Linked DNA regions of Triticum aestivum: region 1 is linked to region 2. The links are chromatin contacts, called in public Hi-C maps. All regions are on one chromosome and are shown on one strand. The core of a region is the stretch at or near the end of the contact, and the rest is flanking DNA. Distances in the headings are between cores, read along the strand shown. Region 1 has its middle 13 kb from the start of LOC123109036. Region 2 holds the start of LOC123109004.

What was found. Hi-C and Micro-C count contacts between places; a contact is called where the count stands out from the background.
Region 1: a contact with region 2 is called in a Hi-C map of an unstated tissue, with 4 times the contacts expected there. The contact joins the enhancer-like site here to the promoter of LOC123109004 in region 2. A contact is called at or near these places in 4 of 5 Hi-C or Micro-C datasets (leaf, root and an unstated tissue) and 1 of 1 datasets of contacts at active chromatin or transcription factors (leaf).

What each region holds. Positions count from the first base shown.
Region 1 is chr1B:89,719,534-89,724,256 of IWGSC CS RefSeq v2.1, reverse strand. No RefSeq gene overlaps it. Among protein-coding and RNA genes, the nearest start is that of LOC123109036, 13 kb to the left of the region's middle. Within about 2 kb of position 2,881, at least 1 of the 8 cell types and tissues checked has an H3K27ac peak or open chromatin away from gene starts, as enhancers often do. A contact at or near this core is called in leaf, where this site is marked.
Region 2 is chr1B:89,413,097-89,417,933 of IWGSC CS RefSeq v2.1, reverse strand. It overlaps LOC123109004, which reads right to left and starts at 3,465. Exons shown (of 2, transcript XM_044530378.1): 1 at 2,573-3,465. The coding sequence starts at 3,341.

The DNA.
Region 1 (4,723 bases), core at 1,632-4,131, 310 kb before region 2:
GTGGTGATGAGAAGCGGGGAGGATGGAGAGTCGGGGAGTTGGGGTTGGAGCGCCGGGGAGGGGCGGGGCAGCTCCGGCGGGGACCAACGGCGAGCGGATCCAGGGGCGGGGCGGCTCCGGCGGCGACCATGGCAAAGGGCGACCCGCGGCGAGCGGCGAGCGGCTCCCGCGGCTTCTCCCGCGGGCGGCGGCTGCAGTGGCGAGCGGCTGCTCCCGCGGCGAAGGGCGGTTAACGGCTGCCGGAGTTTGCGGGGCGGCGAACGGCGCGGGAGGAGGAGGTGGAGGTCGTGCGCGCAGGGGCGAGAGTCGTGCGAAGAGGGAGGTGCGGGCAGGGGCGAGAGTCGTGTGATTAACTGCGGGGCTGGGTTATCGATCGATGGCTTGTCAGTGGCTTAATGCGTGGTTTGCAGCATTAAACACCGAAGGATTAAGGGTCATTGGATTTTGCTGATGGATGGATGAGATTGTTTGGATCTGCCCCTCTCTTTTTTTTATAGGGGTAGTAGATATGTACAGGGAAAAAGGAGGTGATAATTCCGTTTCTTGCTTTCAAGCAAGCAAAAGAAAAACCGGCGTCCGTGCGTGCGTCCATCCGCTCGCGTCCAAAGCATTTCGATCACAAATAGGTAGGCAAGGCAAGCCCTTTGTCCATGATAACATGACGCACTTTGCTTCTGAATTCAGATCACTCTGGCTCTCGAAATAGTAGGTTCTTGAGAAACTAGATCTTCTTTTTGCATGGTTAGAGCAACTCTAAATGGACGATCCATTTCGTCTGGCTGCGTTCGTTTGGGTCGGCACGGACAAAAGTGACGGTCCAACGCGCCGACCCAAACTCAAATCACGTCCGCGTCGCGTCCGTGCCGACGCCGAGCGGACGCTTCGCGCGCCTTCTCGCTATCCGCCGCGTCCCCACATGGCAGCCATCCAACTACCCGCTGCCCACACGGTCAGCTTAATTTATGACGACGGGCCCACACATCAGCGACGACGCTCGTCCTTTTTTAAGCCGATCGTGCGGCGGGGCCGTCCTCATCCAAACTCGCCATCCCCATCTGCCCACCTTTGCTCCCTCGTCGCCGGCAAACCCTAGCCACCACAACCACAGCGAGATGGGCCTTTTCTCCGGCGCTAGCGGCAGCAAGGCCAAGGGCAAGTCATCCGCCATCCCTTTCCCCTCCGAGTTCGTCCCACCCCCGCCGGCGCCTCGCCGGCAGAGGCAACGCGTCAACATGCCAGTGCACCAGGCGGATTGGCACTGGCAGAACCGCCAACCTCTGCCGTATCCGGACGTGACGCTGCCGCACGACTGGCATCTGGATCCAGATAGGATCCCAGTGTCGGCGGCGCCGCGGTCAGCTCGTGCTCATGCGGAGGAGGTGCGGCACCGGCGGGCGCTGCTGACGCCGGAGCAGCGCGCCGATCCGGCCTACGCAACCGACTCACCCAACTGGGCGAGGTGGTTCGTCTTCGAGCACGAGGAGGCGAGGCGACGGGGCGTGCGCGAGGTCGACCGGAGGTTGCTGCCAACGCCGCTCGTCGTCCGCGAGGAGGACCAGGCGGCGGAGGACGCCTACCAGGCGGCCCTTGGGGCCGTCTACCGGGAGAGCGAGGAGGACGAGCGGCGCAGAGCGGGGGCGGAAGAGGAGGCCCAGTACGAGGCGGCAATGGCGCAGGCCCTTGCCCTCTCCGCGGCGGGCGACAGCGTGGTACCGCCGGTGGCCCCGCCGTCCCCCATCAACCCGGAGTCGCAGCCGAAGCCCGAGCCCGAGCCCATCGCGCGCTTCTCCTGGAATGGAGTGGTGCGCGAGTGGGTGTCCGCGCCACCGGTTTGGTTGGGGGCGACGCCGGCGCAGGAGTAGGCGTACCTCAAGATGTGGCGCCAGCGTCGGTTGGCAGAGGAGCGCCCTAACGACGAGTACGAGGAGATGCTCGAGCGCGACCTCGAGGAGGAGCAGCGCGAGGCCGATGAGGAGGCGCGCCAGGACGCGGCTGCACAGGCGGCCGCACCCCCTCCCCCCGCCCCGGCATTGCCTGCGCCGGCACAACCCGACATGATGGCGCTCTGGAACACGGTGTTCGCCTGGGCCGGGCCGGCGCCGACGCTCATCGACCTCACGGACCCTGAGGATGACGACGCCGCCGCCTAGGGCAGCGCGCCGCCTCGAAGTTTATTAGGCTGTTTTTTAATGCAAATGTGGACGCGTGGACTCTCGCCGGCCTTCACGGCGGACTTTAATATTTAATTAATGCTATTTTTCTTTTTTTAATATGCATGCGTTCATTTTTTTTGGCGCCGTCAAAATGGGTCTTATGCCAGCGTTGGACGCACGCACCGACCCAAATGTGAAAGCGGGCATCCGTGTCCGTTTGACCGACCCAAACAGACAAATGGCGGATGAAATCGCTGTTCGTTTGGGTCGGCCCGTTGGAGTTGCTCTTAGGGAAGAAAAAAAAACTACTCATCCATGTCTTAAGCGCAACGAGATAGATTTAAGTGCCGCTGTCAGAGAAAGAACAAGGGATTTCTGTCTGTGAGATCTGACATGGCTACAAGGTCCGGGGCTCTCCAAAAAAGGAAGAGATTGCTTCAAAATCTGTCAAGATGAAACAACCTATGTACTCCTTGATCGACCACATATAATCAAACAAGAACAAGCAAAAATTAGTTAGCCGGTAGTATTAAAAAAAATGTGGTGGGAAAAGAGCCCAGGCAGGACAGCAGATGCCACCGGAGAGACCAGGGTATCTATAGCTGTATGGTAAAGATCGACCGGTCAGTCGTCGACGAGACCGTTCACTCGCCGGCCTGCCGGTGGTGACATCGCCACCGCAAATAATCGTGGCCTGTCCATTACCGTCGCCGTCGTCAAGTCACACGCGTACGTGCGTGCGTTCGCCGATGCCGACGTCCATCGCTTAGCTAGGCAGGCGCCGGCCGGTGGTGGCTTGTCCGCACGCGCTTGCCGCCTAGCGAGTGCACGTCGCTCTCTTGGCCAAGTGCAGAAATTCCTCGAGAAATTTATGTATGCCTGGAAATAAAGGTGGCGCGTACGTCCGAACGATCAGATTGGAGTTCAGAGACCGTGGAAGGCCAAGGAGAAATTTCTTGAGAAAATTATGTGTGCTTTGGAAATAAAGGTGGCTCGTGCCCGCCGTACGTTAGATTCGATTGGAGTTCAGAGAGCATGGAAGGCCATCGGCTTCGTTTATGCTCGCCAGTGTTTTGATTGCTCTTATCCTATTAGCTGCGCACGTTGATTCTTGCTCTGTGACGAAAATAGCACCATGGGACTATAAATATAAAAAGAAAGTGTTTATAGTATTGGAATCGCTTCTAATCACCCGACGGACCTTCCCTACATGCCACATGCCCCATGGGCCGCCACCACTAGATTTGCAACTGTGCAATTTTACCACCAACAACTGATCGACGAAGACGAAGACGGGGCTGCGACATCCAGATCCCCGCAGCGCTGAACGAGATACGCGTGTCAACCGACGTTTCGATGCCAGCGCCGACAACCGGCCCCTTGTCGAAGAGAAGGATGGCGGTGATGTTGCACCCGGGGTCGGGCGCGCTAGCAGCCGTTGCCGCACGCCTCCACCACGACCATCGCTCGCTCCCGGTGCGCCCACCTCGCCGGACATGAGGATGATGGTGAGGCGACCTGGTCGGAGGTCCGGTACTCGCCAGTGGTGGTGCGATGGCGGGGACAGCCGGTGCCGCTCCTCCCTCGCCACCATTTGACGGGAGCTAGCAGTGAATGACGTACGGTGGTTTTTTCTTGCAACATCCTCCCTGTTGCAAAAAAGATTTCTGCAACGTAGTTGATGTTGCAAAACTTTCTTCCTTAACATTTATAAAGGTGAAGACGGAAAAAATATATGCAACATTAGCTTTGTTGCATTTTCTTCTTCTTTTTAGCAACTATACCTCTGTTACAAAAGTTTTGCAACATGAACTCGGTTGCAAACGTCCGAGCACAAAACCATCCTTGTTGCAAAGTTGCCAGCTGAATCTGACGGCCATCTCACTTTGAATCCAATGGCTCGCGAGGCGCCGACCGACATGTAGTGTTGCCCTTAAAGTACTATTTTTTTAGTCACTAGACTAATGGGGGGAGATTTGCCCTTTGATTTTAATATATGTTACTAATCTTGGTTTCTCAAGGGTTAAGCCGCCAATATTGACCTCTTGACCAATTCAGAGCGATTTTGATGATGATATGGAGGTGTTTTTTCTAGGCTACATATTAGGTAAAGGTCTAGTTTTCACCTTCGATTCAAGTATAGGACACCAATTATTGGTTACTTAAACGTCAAAACCGTCTATATTTCATCACCACTCAAGGAGGTTTTCGTGGTTGTATGTAGGTATTTTCACACACGTGGCAACCATGCTAAAATTTAGAAATAGGGGAATATAAAAATTGTAAAAGATTATCTGAACTTATGAAATATGTACCGTAAAGATATATCCAGGAGAAACTAAGGAGCACGGTAAATTTTCAAAGAAATCATACTTTGTAGTAGATTTTTCAATATTTTATGGTTTTATTGTTTCCATTAATTTTATTCTTTTTTCAAAAAATTAAATTTAAGAAGCATTGCTTTACTAATTTAGGTTCCTAATACCAGATTATTCAACAATAGTTATATTCTCTAGATATTGTTGCAATTCTTACAATTTATCCCCCCCCCCCCCCCCAACACACTCACA
Region 2 (4,837 bases), core at 2,216-4,715:
TGTGCTTGATGCAATTATGGATGCAGCAAACTGAAGAACGAATATTTTTCCTGGATCGCTCCTTTTAGTTTTGTCTTTACGGGTAAATTTATTCACTATCTTCTACTAGTAGTACATAGGGACTATTGACAATACTCTCTCACTCAACAGAAAACTCCATCGACCCCGCGTCGCCCCACTCGGGCGATCCTAGCCGCCGACGGGGCCTAACTCATCTTCCTCCCTTCCTTCCGCCGCCGCCGGCCTGCGCCCGAAGGCCGACGGCAGTGGCGGGGCCCTTCCTCCCGCCCGCATCTCAGGGGTTTTGGGAACGCGCGTGGAGGTGCGGCCGATCTAGAAGCGGTGGCGATGGCTTCGACAACGACGGCGGTGGTCGACCCTGCCTCGGGCCACGAGCAGTGGTGCGATGCGGTCTTCGGTGGCACGTCATCTGGCTTCTCTGGCAGATCTAGGTGGACTGCTCGGCGACACCTCTGGCAGATCTGTTCTGGCCGGTGTAGCCAATGGTGGTGGTCATCTTCTTCGTCGGAGGTGGCCGGCCAGAGGCTTGGTGATTGGATATCGAGATCCATCATATAGTCCCGGCTGCGAGTTGGGGAGACATGGTTGCCGGTGAAAACCGAGCCGACGGCAAGCGATAGCAGCGTTCCATGTCGTTACCTTGATGAAGACATCGTCGTGTAACTACTATCGACCCACTCTTGTTGCTCTGGGGGAAACCCTAGGATCTGGTATTCCAGATCGGACGATGGCGGCACTGCGGTGTTGTTTCTCTCTTGGGAGCATCGTTTGTGGAGCAGCGCTGGAAGTCAGAGGCAGGAGGTGGAGCGGCTTCGTCTTGCACGGAGTTTCGGTGGAGATGTCAAGTCATGCCTGACCGACAGGTGCCACGCTTTGTCATGCCTGGTCGACAGGTGCTACGCACGACAGATCTTCCAACGACTTCAAGCTGTGTCGGCTGGTGGTACTTGGCAGCAAGGTGCTGAGGTGTATCGGTGGCGATTGCGACGTGCTCAGCTGTTTGCGCGCAGGGAGGTGGTGCCGTTGGGCGCCGTGGTGGCGTCGACGACAGCTAGACCGAGCAAGGTTGATGCGTCAGTACATCTCTGAAGATAGAGAGGTGGCAGTTGGCGGCGGTGGCCTCTAAGAGCGCGCCGGACCGGTGTGTGCCCCAGACCCGGCAAGTGTCTAGGTTGGGGCCTCAGGTCTTCGATGTTAGGCTTTGCTTATTGGTCTATGGTATTAGTCACGGACTATCAGCATCCCTTCATCAACTGGATAGGAGTAGCGACAGATGTTGCCTAGACGGTGGCTTCAGAATTACTGTTGTATTTTTTTGTAAGGTCTTTTGTGAATAATTAATAAAGTGGTTGCATGCATCGCCCAGATGCAGAGGCCGGGGGTCTTCCTCCTTTTCTAAAAAAAAACTAGTAGTACATAAATTCTCAGAAACTATGACTTTTAGCTGGTGCCTTATCAGTAAATAAGTGAGGAAATGGCCTGTCACTGCTAAATTATGGCCTTTTATTATAGTCACTGTGCTATAATTCAGATGGGCCACATGGTGATTGCAAATTCAACCCCCTTTTTTTTTCATGAAGGTTCCAAGTGCATCTAACTGTCCCAGCCTCCCACAGTGGTGTGTTACAATCTGCACCAGAGCTTGTGCAGTTTACAGAGTTGACAGGGACAAGGGATCAGGGCACGAGGAAGTAAGTGATCAGTAAATAAGTGAGAAAATGGCCTGTCGCTGTTAAACTTTGGCCGATGGGGCACATGATACTTGCAAATTCAACTCTCCTTATTTTTTTCTGAAGGTTTATGTGCATCTAACTGTCCCCGTGATGTGTTACAATCTGCACCAGAGCTTGTGCAGCTTACAGAGTTGACAGGGACAAATGATCAGGGCACAAGAAGACCAAGTTACAGAAGCTCAGAACACTAGCCCAAGACTTTTGGACACCAGGTACTGTGCACTTGCTGACTTACATAACCAAGCATTATATACAAGGACCACAAACTTGTCCCTGTTGGAACTGTTGATGCCCAAAATTTGAAAGAAATGCTTTTCCAGGAAATCGATTTATTGTTTGTATATAAACTCTGAGAAACAATCACTTGCTGTTGGTCCCTTTGTTGCAAACAGGCGGGGAAATGAGCTGTTGTTCTCATGAAATTAGCAGTGCAGTCGCCTGAACTTTCATAGTGCACTGGTGTACTATTTGATTCCAGCTGATTTTTCTTCTTCTTCTGAAGTTAGGTTTTTTTCCTTCTAAAAGTGAATTCCACTCCAATTTTAACTGATGTCTCTCTTTTTTCCCCCTCCGAAGGTGATTTTTCTCTTTTTTTTTCTTTTCTGAAGGCGAATGTCAGTCTAATTTTTCTTTTCAATTATTCCACTCTAATTTTAACTGATATCTTTCTTCTTCTTTTTTTTCCTCTGAAGGTGATAATTTTTTCTTTCCGAAAGTGAATGCCACCCTGAATTTAATTTGTACTGGCCTCGCTGAACTTGTGCTGTGAAGTAAGCAACTGAAGAAGCATTAATGGGCAGGAGGAGACGACGACAAACCTGAGCACGGCGAGCACGGCTCTGCATGCTCCATTTCTTCCACTGAAGATGACGAAGTGGTCGTGGTCGTCGACGACTCCTCCTGCCCGTCTCCCGCCTCCAGCACCGACACCGGGCTCGAGTTCTCCAGGCCGCATGCCGCGGCCGGCCTCCTGCTCCGGGCATGCTCCGACTCGGCCTCCTCGTCGCCGCGCCGCCGCCGGCGCGGGAGCCTCCGGCGCCCCCGCCTCTGTTTCTTGGCCCCGTCGCCGTCCACCGTCCTCTTGCCGCGCCTGCTCTCCGCGTCGTCGTCGCTTCTGGGCCACCCCGCCGCGTCGCGGTCGTCGCTGCCGTCGTCGTCCGGGCTGAAGCTGAGGAGCAGGAACTCGTCGTTCTCCCGCCTCAGGTACGTGGGCCTGTCCCGGAAGGACGCGGACGTGGTCCTGGCCACCCTGCGCCGCGGCGCGTCGCCGAAGCAGCACGGCGTGGGCGACGACCAGCCCTCGGCCGAGCTCGCGGAGCGGCTCCGGCGCAGCGTCTGCTGCTGGTCGCGCGCCGGCGTCGGCATCGCGTCGAGGCCCATCAGCCTGGCCACAATGCAGGGGCTCCTGGCCGTCGCCCCCTCCTCCTCCTCCTTCCGCGCCGCGGCATCGTCGCCGCGCCGTAGGGCGGCGACGTCGGCACGGACGGTGTTGGCGTTGCCCCCGCCTGCCGCATTGCCGGCGGTGTGCGCGCAGAGGAGGCGGCGCAGGAGGTCGAGAGCGAAGGAGGACTGCGCGAGCTTGGCCATGCGAGCTTGAGTGAGGGAGGCAGTCACAGCTCGCCGGTGCTAGGCATGGAGTCGGATGTAGAGAGAGAGAGAGAGGGGAGAGGGGAGAGGAGAGGGGAATGTCGGTTCCTGTTTCGAATTGCGGGTGGAGGGAAGGATTAATGGAAGCTACCATGGGCTCAGTGGCATAAATGCTTGGCATTCATTACTCGACTGTTTTACTCCTGCATTTTACTGACTGCATTTTTTACCACTTTTGTGTAACGGGAAAGGTTGCAGGCGTGAAAAAAATCGCTACCGCTCCACAGTTTCACCGCCATACTAGGCCGTAGTAGCTCCCAGCCGCTGCTGTCTCATACCAGGTGTCTGCCATGAGTGTGCTAGTAGGCCGTATTGTTTCCTGAATTTTCGAAACGATGGATGCGTTCCCTTCTTTGGTTGCACGCTCAGTGCAATCTTTCGTTGAAGAAGAATGTGGAGCAGTTGGATTGGAGCTTGCGATGAGAGAGATGCAAGCTCCCGACTGCGTAACTTGGGCGCTAAACCTACAAATTCGAAATTTGAAAACGCTACTTAGTTCAAAGAGGACAGGACCGAATTAACAAGCGAGGTTAATTAGGAGGCAAAAAAAAAAAGCGTACGTACTAGTATGTCCGGCCAAGGAAAAGTTGGGGGCAGGTGTGAAACGGGCGAAACGGGAACGGGCACGAAGGAAGCAGAGGAGAGGACAGACACGCTGCCGGCGGGCTCGGCGTTTGAAACGGGGAGTACGTAACGTAGTACTTCGTACAACTACGCGACAGCGAACGGCAATCGCCATTTGCTCTGTCGTGTGGGACGGAGACAGGGCGCGGCCTGGGCCCTGGCGGGCCAGCGTTGGGGCCTCGGGGCCCGGGACCGGCCGGCGTCTTCCGCCTCTTCGGCGCAGCTTCCTGCCGCGGCGAGCGAGGCGAGATGGGTGGGACTGGATTGGATTGATGGGGTCAAGTCGCCCACTGGGCAGTGCCAGTGCGGCAGCAGCATAGGTCTGAACAGCGACGCTGGTTCTACTGCTGACACTGCCAGTGGCTGCTGCCTGCTCCGGTCCGGTCATCTCGCCGGGCTGCCCGTCGGTTCTACCGAGGTCTTTATTAAGAGGTAATAGCACCCGAGGTACCCTAACTTGTACACAATGTGATGATCTAGTCTCAAAGTTGTAAAACTAGATCAACCCATACCCCAACTTGCATCCAATGTGATGATTTAGTCCCAGGCCAATCAGAGCTCGCCAATTGGCTGGGCCGGTCAGCGCTGGCAGTTTTGCACAAAACCCCCTGCTGTTTCTCTGATTCAACCCGCAGTTACCCCCCACCTGAATTAAATCTGTCACACGCTCAGCGTTGGCTGGAACCGCACCCGGCGCCGGCGAGAGCTTCCAGCTGCAACCCGGGTGAAAAGCCGGCGTGACGAGGGGCACAAAAAAGATGCGCCCTTTGTTGTGCTGTTTCCGTAGGTTGCAAGTGGGGAAGAAGGAGCGG